Regions from separate parts of the Ovis aries genome. Here region 1 is linked to region 2. Evidence: chromatin contacts called from public Hi-C data. All regions are on one chromosome and are shown on one strand. Each heading gives the region's core, a stretch centred on a gene start, on an enhancer-like site or on the middle of the called end of the contact. The rest is flanking DNA. Distances are from core to core; before and after follow the strand shown.

Region 1 (6,085 bases), core at 1,459-3,958, 250 kb after region 2:
CTCCTCGTGTCTTTAGATCGACGTACCCTCTCGCCTCAAAGATGGATTTTCCTGCTATCTTCTAAATAAAATAGAGCTGTAACACTGAGCTGTAATACTGATTTGTCTAAGAGCTATAACACGGTCCATTTGAGACCTGAGAGCTATAACACGGTCTATCCAAGACCTGAGAGCTGTGGCTCGCCAAGGGGGCTTTAACGTCCGTCACTCCAAATCTTTGTTGTGACGAGACAAAAAACCGAGGAACATACACTCGCGTGACAAGGTTGTCTTTCCTCTTTCTGCTTCGGCCCGAACTATACCTTACATCTAGGGTGAATACCTGGGAGTGGGATTGCTGGGTCATATGCTAAGTATAGGTTTAATTTGATAAGAAACTGCCACACTGTTTCCTAGAGTGGCTGTACCATTTTATTATTATTATTATTATTTTACAATATTGTATTGGTTTTGCCATACATCAACATGAATCTGCCACAGGTATACACGTGTTCCCCATCCTGAACCCCCCTCCCACCTCCCTCCTCGTACCATCCCTCTGGGTCATCCCAGTGCACCAGCCCCAAGCATCCTGTATCCTGCATCAAACCTGGACTGGCGATTCATTTCTTATATGATATTATACACGTTTCAATGCCATTCTCCCAAATCATCCCACCCTCTCCCTCTCCCACAGAGTTCAAAAGACTGTTCTATACATCTATGTCTCTTTTGCATTTCTACCAGCAAGGTAGGAGAGTTCCAGTGGCCCTCCATCCTTGTCAACACTTGGTATTATTATTTTTATTTTAGCCACTTTAATAGATACAAAGTTGCATCTCATTGTGGTTTTAATTTGCATTTCCCTAATAGCAAATGATATTAAACATTTTCTTATGTGCTAATTTGTTATCTGTATATTGTATTTAGGGAAGTGTCCATGAACACAGGAGCCTGGTGGGCTACAGTTCATGGGGTTGCAAAGAGTTGGACAGACTGAGCAACTGAGCATGCACACACCAAATCCTTTGACCATTTAAAAAAATTGTTTGTTTTCTTAACATTGAGTTTTGAGAGTTCTTTATATACCACGAATTCAAGGTAACAGTGGTCGCAACAAATAGCTTCTCATAGCTCTTTAGGATAAAAATCACATCTTTATCATGTTTGTTAAGTCCACGGGATCTGGTCTCCCCTTGCCTTGCCTCATGAGTATAATTTTAGACCTCTCTTCCTTCAACTCTATTTTCCAGCAACGTTGGACTTTTTATGTTGTCTCATGCTCTTTCCCATTTTAGGACTTTGCATATTTGATGGTCCTTCAAATCTGTAGTGGAAAAAGCTTCCTATCTTTTTTCAGTTTCCGTGTTCTTATCTGTAAAACAGAGATAATAACAGTACCTACTTCAGAAAGCTATTGTGAGGAGTAAATGGGTCAGGTATGTTCAATCCTTAGTACAGTGTCTGGCATAGAGCAGGTGCTCAATAATTGGGAACTGTTATTAAATTCAGCCTGTCAGATTATATGCTTGTTTTAGTTTCTTTGCTGATACCCTTGGTTGCTATTCTATCTTATGCAAAAGGAATTGCTTCCCAGGTGGAGTGAAATGAGTGCTAAACCTATGCAGAGCTGATAACCAGGAGGCCAGCAGGCTCATCTGGGTCTCAAATTCAGACTCAGTTAGAAATAACTCCATGGAGATTTCCCAAATATGCATTGACAGGATTGAAAGAAATGCATGCTTATAACTTTGAACTTGTGTCTCAGTACCAGTGCACTATGAATTAACATTTCCTACATCTTACCCAGATCTTGAGTGCCATGTGGAAAATTTTTATGTTTCTGACTCGGATTATTTCATTCCAGCCAACTCTGTAAGTATGTTGGACCTGAGTGCCTGGTCCTGAGCAGTGGTATCTGTACTATACTATAGTTAGGTGTATGAACTCTACATCTTAACTGTCTAGGTTTGAATCCACCATTTACAAGACCTGAAACCCTAAGCAACCTCTTTGTGCATTAGTTCATTCATTTGTAAAATAAGGATTGAGAGTTTGTGAGCAAAAAATGTTCTATGTGTTTGCCATTAGCTTTGCGTTGTAATCAGATCATTACACTTATTACAAAAAAAGGTAAGCAGGGGAGAAAGGGAGAAGCAGGGCCTTTCCCAACTTCTGAAAGGTCTCAATTCTTAAAGGCACTTAGCAGTCTTATGGAGAATTCCTTTTGGGGGAGCCAGGAAAACAGAAAATTTCCACAAGGAGGTGTCATTTGCATCTATCCTGAATAGGGTTGCCGGGAATTCCATGGGGTGTGGGGTGACGTTTTCCCCCAGGGTGCTGTGGGTTTGCGGGGCTCTGCAGCTGCCCTCGGTGTGGCCGCAGGAACCCGAGCCGTGTCTGCCCCTCGGCGCCAACCGGCTTCCGATCCCGTTGCCGGCTGGCTCCGCGGCACCGCTTCCGGCCTCTCGTCACGAAGGTTTCCAGCCGCTTGCTGCGTGCTGGACGTGACTGGCGGCAGCTGCACGTCCCACAATCGCGCTCGCTGACTGACAGCGCCTCGGTGCAATGGCAGCCAGCTGGCGCCTTCGGGCCGCGTTCTAGAGCGGCCACTGGGCGCCGAGAGCAGGGCGCAGCGGCCGGAAAGGGGCGGGGCGGGAGGAGTGGCGACCGGGCCCGCGAGGTGCTAGGCGTTTTCCACGCGTTCGGACGCTGAGTCGGTCTCATTCTCTGCCGGTGTCTCATCCCCTGGCCTCTCGCTGCAGCTGAATTGCCAAGATGTCGCTTTCTAACAAGCTGACTCTGGACAAGCTGGATGTGAAGGGGAAGCGGGTCGTCATGAGGTAATCCTTGGGGTTCTCCCGCAGTCTCTCCGGCCGGGGCCGACTTCTTTTCCTCCTGCCTCAAGTGACCTTTAGCCCTACTCTCGGCCCCAAGGGCTCTAGCCCAGCAGGGCGAGGCTGGCTACCATTGTGGCTGGAGTTTTGCCCGGGTTTAACGGTTTCTGACCTCATTTCCCCAGCCCAGAAACTGAGCCGAATTTGCTCTTTGCAGGGGTGGATCCTCCATGGGAGGGTCAGATTGCGGGGATCCATTTTGCCCTCTTCTTATTTCTGAAGGGCAGTTCCGTCGCCTCCAGTTCTCAGTTGGTGAGGTGGGACCTGATGCCTGCAGATCCCTAGGCCTCCAGTGAAGGGACCTTGAAAGGTCCTTTGGATAGTTTTCCTTCCTCCACCATCCTAGACCACCCAGACAAATGAGAAACGACCCACATTTCTAAGGTCCCTGCCCAAAGGGGTATCTTTCCCAGAGGATGTTGATTTCGTTGTTCAGGAGTAGAATCCACTAAAGCGTTGAGGGTAGGAGGGTGAGATAGGGTGGGGCGCACTGAAGGAGGCCCTGCAGAGCTTATGTAACAGGCCTCTGCCGCCCTGTAGTGTCTTTAGACTACAGGCCTTGGGTTTTGCATCAGGATTGTGACACATACTGGGTAATGGTGGAGCAGGGTGTGGCTGCTCATTCTTGATGTTCTCTAAACTCACTCCCAGAGGTGGCTAGAGAAGCAGGATATTAGACTATTAGAAGTGGGGAAGGCTAGCCACCTGCCTTGGGGTCTCTTACTACAAACATGTGGATCCCTGGCCACATGGCTTCTCCCTTGTTTGCCAAAATTACTAGTATGATGTATGGAGTATTTACATTTCTCCTTTTTGTAACGTGTACATTCGTGTATGCCAGGAGCTAATTGTGGGAATTCAGTTAGGTATGTAACTGACTTGACCTCGATAGGATCCAAGGGTGGTGCTTTTGCCAGCATAAGGGCTTGACAGCATTGGGTAGTCTTGTCCTTTTAGGGAAGTGGTTGATTGATGGGCAGGCATGTGAACGATGTGATCCTTTCCCAATTTGGGCTGGTTCAAGAGAGGGCAACTTTTCTATATTAACGGTTTCAGAAAGCACTGGGGGATCTCCCTTTGCTTAAGGCTTAAACTAGGTAGGTGCTGTGAATTGGTGTACTTTGTGGATGCCCAAAAGTTAATGTAGCTCTCCCCTTCCCTCTAATTTCATTATGGCCACTATTAGTTTACAAGTGGCCTTCTCCGCCCTGCTATGGCAATAATCAGAAGAACCCAATGGCTTATGGCCATGAGAAACACCTGGTGTCCCCTTTTGCTAAATCACCTAGTCCTTTGCAATCTGAACAGAGTAGGAATCACAGCCATCCTAGTATTAGGTAATGGCCCTGTCTGTCCCTCAGATGCTTTTAAGAAAGATGGAAAGACCTTATGAAAAACAGGACAAGTGGACAGTGGCGTGCAGCTAGATCTTGGCTGCTAAGTCACTTCAGTTGTGTCCGACTCTGCGACCCCATAGACGGCAGCCCACTAGGCTTCCCCGTCCCTGGGATTCTTCAGGCAAGAACACTGGAGTGGGTTGCTATTTCCTTCTCCAAGGCATGAAAGTGAAAAGTGAAAGTGAAGTCGCTCAGTCGTATCTGACTCTGTGACCCCATGGACCGCAGCCTACCAGGCTCCTCCATCCATGGGATTTTCCAGGCAAGAGTACTGGAGTGGGGTGCCATTGCCTTCTCCAATATCTTAGAGAACCTCCTACAATTGCAGTCTGGGGCTTTATCTCCTCTTTTCCCAGGTTTGAGGAATTATCTGAGCTGGCTGAGAGTGAGACTGGAGGAGGTGCTTATCTTTTCTCCCTCTGGACCTAATCTGAAATATGTTTCTGCCCCAGGGCTCAAAGTTTCATTTAACACAGATTAACTGTAAGCCTTGAAATGATTGGCTAGTCCTGTTTTGCTGGTGGAAAATGACCTAATCAAGGTCACTGAACTAGCAAGTTGGTGGCAGAACCAGAACTAGAATCTGGGTCTCCTTGGCTTCCAACCAGATCCTCTAAATTCTTGGATGTAGTGAACAAGGACAGGTTAAAATAGACCTTTTGTCGGCTGAAGGTTGCAGTCAATAATTTCCTCCTGTAATCTGGATAAATTCTATTTATCTGATTTGAGGACCAGAAGTTGCTTTTTTCCCCAGATTATTAATGTAGCTCTTGAACATTGTAGGATTGCTTTTTGCAAGAGTCTAGGTAGCCTTGCATGTCAGCTCAAATTTCCTTTTGTTTTAATGCCTTTATGTAGTGGTTGCTGGCAGTGTTCCGGAAGTGGAGCCTCCAGAGTAGTGGCTGCTTCACTAGCCTCCTTTCTTTGTCTTGCAAAAGGGAGCTGTGATGTTTAGGGCCCCTGCTTTGAACTGCCAAGGGAAATTGACTGATTTGTTGAGGGAACTTCCTGATAGCCAGAAATTTCTGACTGGATAATTACCAGGTTGTACCTCAGTTTTTTAGGATTCCATTTGACTTTATAGACCTTGAGTAAATTTCCTGTTTAATTTTGTTGTGTCATTTCCTTTCTTCCTCTCATAGGTTGCCAGTCATACTCCTTTGCCGACTGGTGAAGCACTTCCCTTTTGCTTGCTCTCCCTCCTCCATTTTTTAAAAACCTCACAGTTTTTCTCTAACCTGTTGTAACTTGTTAAGCAACAGCTACAAGTTGGTGTAGTGGAAGAAGAAACAGGGAGGAAAAACAGCAGAGAAGAAAAAAAGTCTGTGAGAGAGTCAGTTAGTTATTAGTTGCTCAGTCGGGTCCAACTCTTTGCGACCATGTGGTCTCCCACGAGGCTTCTCTGTCCATGGAATTCTCCAGACAGGAATACTGGAGTGGGTTGCCATTTCCTGCTCCTGGGGATCTTCCTGACCCAGGGATTGAACCTGGGTCTCCTGCATTGCAGGCAGATTCTTTACTGTCTGAACCACCAGGGAAGCCCTCTAAGAGAGCCATAATACCCCTATTTCCTGATCAGGGACAGTGAAGTAAGGGTGGGAATGGTTTCTTGGAGAGCTTTTAATGGAACTGGGCCTGGACTTCTGAGATTTGAGATGATAGAGATTTGATATCCTCATTACAACTAAATTAATATTTTTAAGATTCATTCTGAAATAGTTATATGTTCATAGAACATTGCAAAGATAATATAGAGAGGCCCTGTGTTCACCCAGTTTTCTTCATTGGATACATCTTACATAATTACAGTAC
Region 2 (5,677 bases), core at 2,160-4,659:
AAATATAGGGGAAAAACTCCATGACATTTGTCTTGACAATGATTTTATGGATATGATACCAAAAGTGTAAGTAACGAAAGCAAAAATGAACAGGTTGGACTATATCAAACTTAAAGGTTTCCGCATATCAGAAAAAACAACAGAGTGGAAAAGCAATCTAAGGATTGGGAGAAAATATTTGCAAGCTATATATCTCATAAGGGGCTATGCTCCAAAATATATAATGAATTTCCACAACTCCATATTTGGGGGGAGGGGAAGCAATTCAGTTCAGTTCAGTCACTCAGTCATGTCCGACTCTTTGCGACCCCATGAATTGCAGCACGCCAGGCCTCCCTGTCCATCACCAACTCCCGGAGTTCACTCAGATTCATGTCCATCGAGTCAGTGATGCCATCCAGCCATCTCATCCTCTGCCGTCCCCTTCTCCTCCTGCCCCCAATCCCTCCCAGCATCAAAGTCCTTTCCAATGAGTCAACTCTTCGCATGAGGTGGCCAAAGTACAGGAGTTTCAGCTTTAGCATCATTCCTTCCAAAGAACACCCAGGGCTGATCTCCTTCAGAATGGACTGGTTGGATCTCCTTGCAGTCCAGGGGGCTCTCAAGAGTCTTCTCCAACACCACAGTTCAAAAGCATCAGTTCTTCATCACTCAGCCTTCTTCACAGTTCAACTCTCACATCCATACATGACCACAGGAAAAAGCATAGCCTTGACTAGACGGACCTTAGTTGGCAAAGTAATGTGTCTGCTTTTGAATATACTATCTAGGTTGATCATAGCTTTCCTTCCAAGGAGTAAGTGTCTTTTAATTTCATGGCTGCAGTCACCATCTGCAGTGATTTTGGAGACCCCAAAAATAAAGTCTGACACTGTTTCCACTGTTTCCCCATCTATTTCCCATGAAGTGATGGGACCGGATGCCATGATGTGTGTTTTCTGAATGTTGAGCTTTAAGCCAACTTTTTCACTCTCCTCTTTCACTTTCATCAAGAGGCTTTTGAGTTCCTCTTCACTTTCTGCCATAAGGGTGGTGTCATCTGCATATCTGAGGTTATTGATATTTCTCCCGGCAATCTTGATTCCAGCTTGTGTTTCTTCCAATCCAGCGTTTCTCATGATGTACTCTGCATAGTAGTTAAATAAGCAGGGGGACAATATACAGCCTTGACATACTCCTTTTCCTGTTTGGAACCAGTCTGTTGTTCCATGTCCAGTTCTAACTGTTGCTTCCTGATGTGCATACAGATTTTTCAAGAGGCAGGTCAGGTGGTCTGATATTCCCATGTCTCTCAGAATTTTCCACAGTTTATTGTGATCCACACAGTCAAAGGCTTTGGCATAGACATTTCTCAAAGACACACAAATGGCAAACAAATATATGAAAAGATATTCAACATTAGGTAAATGCAAATCAAACCCACAATATCACCTCAAACATGTTAGAATGGCTATGAACAGCAACAACAACAAAACCCCAAAAGACAGCATGTGTTTGCAAGAATGAGAAGAAAGTGGAACCCTTGTATACTGGTGCAACTGCTAAGGAAAACAGTAGGGAAGTTATTCCAAAAATTAAAAAATAGAACTACCATATGATCCCCTGATTCCACTTCTCAGTACTTTTCCAAAAGAATTGCAGAAATATTAGCACTGCCATGATCACTGCAGCACTATTTGAAACAGGCAGGACGTGGAAAGCACTTAAATGCCCATCAACAGATGAATGACTAAAGAAAATGTGTATATATATATATATATATATATATATACACACATACACACAATGGAATATTATTCAGACTTAAAAAAAGAAGGAAATTCTGCAATATGTGGCAACATAGATGAACTTTTAGAACATTAAGTGAAATAAACCAGTCACAGAAGGACATATACTACTACATGGTTCCTCTTAGTTGAGAAACCTGAAATAGTCAAAATCCTACAAGCAGAGAATAGAACCGTTGTTGCCTGGGGCAGAGGGTAAGGGAAATGAGGAGTTGCTAATCAGTGGGTATCAGGTTTCAGTTATGCAGGATGAATAAATTCTAGACAACTGCTATACAATCTGCCAGGGAATTAAACAACCTTTCCTTGAATGCTAACAATCATGTAAGTTCACTGCTGTGTGGTGTGCTTAGTCGCTCAGTCGTGTCCAACTCTTTTGCGACCCTATGGATAGCAAGCAGCCCTCCAGGCTCCTCTGTCCATGGGGATTCTCGAGACAAGACTACTGGAGTGGGTTGCCCTTCCCTCCTCGAGGATATTTTCCAAACCCAGGGAGCGAATCCAGGTCTTCCGCATTGCAGGCGGATTCTTAACTGTCATAACCACCAGGGAAGCCCAAGAATACTGGAGTGGGTAGCCTATCCCTTCTCCAGGAGATCTTCCCTGCCCAGGAACCAAACCATGGTCTCCTGTGTTGCAGGAGGATTCTTTACCAGCGGACATACCAGGGAAGCCCACTAGTAAGTTCACTAGTTTCGTCAAAAGGAAATAGTGTGTTCTGGTTCTGTTTCTGGTTTTGCTCCAATGTTTGGGTTTCCTCCGCCCGCCCAAGGCAAACCGATTCCTCTGGAGAGCGAAACCCAAGGCTCTGCTGCTCAGCCTGACTGACTGGTTTGGAATGGTGAAAAGCAGAGCAGAATCCATTTACAAGGTTTCTCAGTAGGGTGCTGAGCTGGAACAGATCCCTCCTTGTCCCTCACATTTGTTTTGCAAGAAAGCTTTAGCTTCCTGGGCCTTATAAGTTCACATACATGCGGTATTCTCACTCAGAATCTAACGTCACTCTTTCAAGCCTCAGCCATGGATTTTTTAAAACTTTTGAGGTACATTTGTTCACCTTTTTGTTGGAGAAACACGGAAGTGAAGCAAAGCGAATTCCACTTCGCGCAAAGAACGTGATCTCCCAAGGCCTAACCAGAGCACGTAGAGACATCATTTCTCAATCGAGGGGTAAGTTCATAGTTCTGACATTCACATCCGGGGTTACGCTACACAATCTGACAGGAGCACGTTAATTTCATGCTGTGAGAGGATGAACTACCCAGAAGAAGATTTATAAGGAGGACTAAAGTATTTCTTGGCTTCAGATTAGGAAACTACGGATTTTGGTGGCGGGAGGGCGTTGTTTTGTCCTTGGCGAAATGGGAAGAGGCCTTGCAGCACCAAAAAGGAAAACTCAACCGAGGCTGTGTGTCAGCCCGGGAGCAGCAGGGGGCGGGAGACGCTTGACTCTCCGCTGCGCTTTTCTCCTTTCACGTGACCCGTCCCTCCGCCTCGCTGGCTGCTTCCGGTCGGGGCAACACCCGGAAGTCGAGGGGAGGGAGGGTTGGGTCAAAGCGGCGGCCTGGCGGCGTGGGGGTGGAGCAAGAGAAGCAGCAGAGGGAGGAGTTGGGGCTGCCGCCGCAATCGCGGTGATCTCCGCTGCCGTCGCCATCGCCGGTGGGGCTGCCGTGACTTCTGCCGGAGTGTGAGATCGGAGTCCACGCGTGTGGGTTTGTTGCCGCCACCGGCTGCGTAGCTCCGGAGGTTTAACCATAGGACAGAAAAAAATACAGGTAAGTCCTATATGAATCCACTTCTATTGGAGGGGTATTCTGTACTGTCTGTACTACTGAGTGGAACAAGAATATCATTTTAATATGAGGGTGTTTCCAAACTCTCTCTGCTTCACAAGTCAGGTATTTACTGCAGTCTTGTTTTACGTCCCCCTAGCAGAGCACAGAGGAGGGGAGATTAGGTCCTGACCCCCTGTCGCTTTCTTGTTCCCTCCTGAGGAAGTGTCCTGGTCGTCCATGGCCCATGTTACCTAATTAATTGATGGTACAAGGTCTGTGAACTGTATTGAAAGTCACATGGACTGATCACCGTTAATGAAATAATGTAAAGAAATTATATATCTTGCTTCTTGTCTCGTTCTGGGAGTATGCACTAAAGTGCGAGAACACTTTTGTTTCCATTTCATTTTGTTCGTTCTTCCCCCTTCCCAGTAAAGCTACCCTCTGTCCTTATTGTACTCTGTGGCATCTTTGTCTTTGACACTTTTTGTTGTGTATGTTGAGGTTTATCCTAAGCACTAGCAACTCTTCTATCGTTTTGCAAGCCCTTTTTTTCCCCAGCATCTGATATTTGTTTTAATTACAGCCTCTTCATCTACAGTAGTATGACTTTGTATTGAGAATATGTGCAGAACATTGAATTAGGTAGTATTGAGGTGTGGGGTGTGGTAGGGGTATACATAAGAAACAGGACAAAGTCCCTGGCCTTAAGAGCGTTTACATTCAATTTGAGTTCAAAAAGAGCAAGCAAAAATAACCCCAACATACCACAAGCTTTACTTCTGTGAGAGATCTAAGGCAACATATTCTTTCTTATAAATTCTTCATTATAACTGCTTTTATCTACATATTTTAAAATGCATGGCAAACTTTCATCTAGACTTTTGACACCCCAGCGAGTGAAAATAATTTTCTCTTGCCAGTTGGGAAAGTAAATTGTGAGGAGAGATTTGTCTGTCACGATACAGGCATTGGCATAAATGAGAAAGATATTTGGGGGTTTTGTCTCAAAAGTCCTTCTACTCATCTTTATTTAAGGGAAGTTCACCTTTTAAAGGTTTTACAGTTTTGCTTTTAAACAAATCTTTCTTAGGATATAAATCACAATGAGGGTGCAGGGTGAGAGAGAAACAGATGACAGTTGGCCTATTTCAGTTCAGTCTGTTACCCCAGCAACCATGTGTTTCATTTAGATCTCAGTCTTCAGGTGGCTTTCATATCACTTGTTTACTTAATTGCTGAGATAGTATGGCAGAAATAGTGTCACAATACTTTTCGAATGTGTTGCATTAAAGTGAAAGGGTAAGGTGTTTCTGGTTTCACAAATATGTTCCAACACTATTAGAAAATTGATTTAATCATCTTTGTGGGCTCAAATGTGTTGATATTGGTAGATTACATCAGTTTTCACCGATACTTCTATCTTTGAAGGAAATGAATATAAAGTAAGCTGTGCTTTGTCCCATGTTGCCCATTTATATTTAGAATTATACAACTATGGCTGAAGGATTGAATTTTTTAACCTATTTTTTCTTTATAGTTTTCTAGTGTAGACACTCAGTTTTCTAGATCTATAATCAGGAGATTTCTCCAGACCTGTAATCAGGAGAGCATTTTAACAATTTACTAATTGGAATAAATGGGTTATTCCACATCTTACGGAAATTATTTACCTTAGTTAATTTTGTTTCTAAACTGTTAAAGTTTTTTGTTTGATATTGTAATTGCTCCCGATCTGCTTGTGGATTTGATGTCACAACCAAAGTAGATAGGGAGGGAATAATACTGGAATTACTTCTTTCCCCTGATCCCACCTGAGTTTGGAGAACACTGTATATTTCTTGGAAATGTGGAGAAAATTGTTTCCCAACTCCTAAATGTTTACTTGAAGCATGCTACCTGCCACTCAGGAGAAAAGGGCATTAAGAGGGCTTCTGTTAAGACCTAAAACACTATCAACAAACGCAGAAGAATGGAAAGGAAGAATTTCACAGTGGAGAGCCCGCTGAACAAAATTGTCAGGCGTATTTAGGATAAATTTGTAGCTGATCTCTAGGGTCATTAGGATACTACAAGTTGATATTGAGCTAACAAAAGCTTAGAGAGCTTAGTTCT

The links. Hi-C and Micro-C count contacts between places; a contact is called where the count stands out from the background.
Region 1: a Hi-C map of skin fibroblasts shows a contact between it and region 2, with 3 times the contacts expected there. The contact joins the promoter of PGK1 here to the promoter of ATP7A in region 2. A contact is called at or near these places in 2 of 16 Hi-C or Micro-C datasets (blood and skin fibroblasts).

The regions. Positions count from the first base shown.
Region 1 is chrX:69,205,122-69,211,206 of ARS-UI_Ramb_v3.0, forward strand. PGK1 (phosphoglycerate kinase 1) reads left to right here and starts at 2,709. Exons shown (of 11, transcript NM_001142516.1): 1 at 2,709-2,822. The coding sequence starts at 2,758.
Region 2 is chrX:68,949,947-68,955,623 of ARS-UI_Ramb_v3.0, forward strand. ATP7A (ATPase copper transporting alpha) reads left to right here and starts at 3,410. Exons shown (of 23, transcript XM_004022208.6): 1 at 3,410-3,562.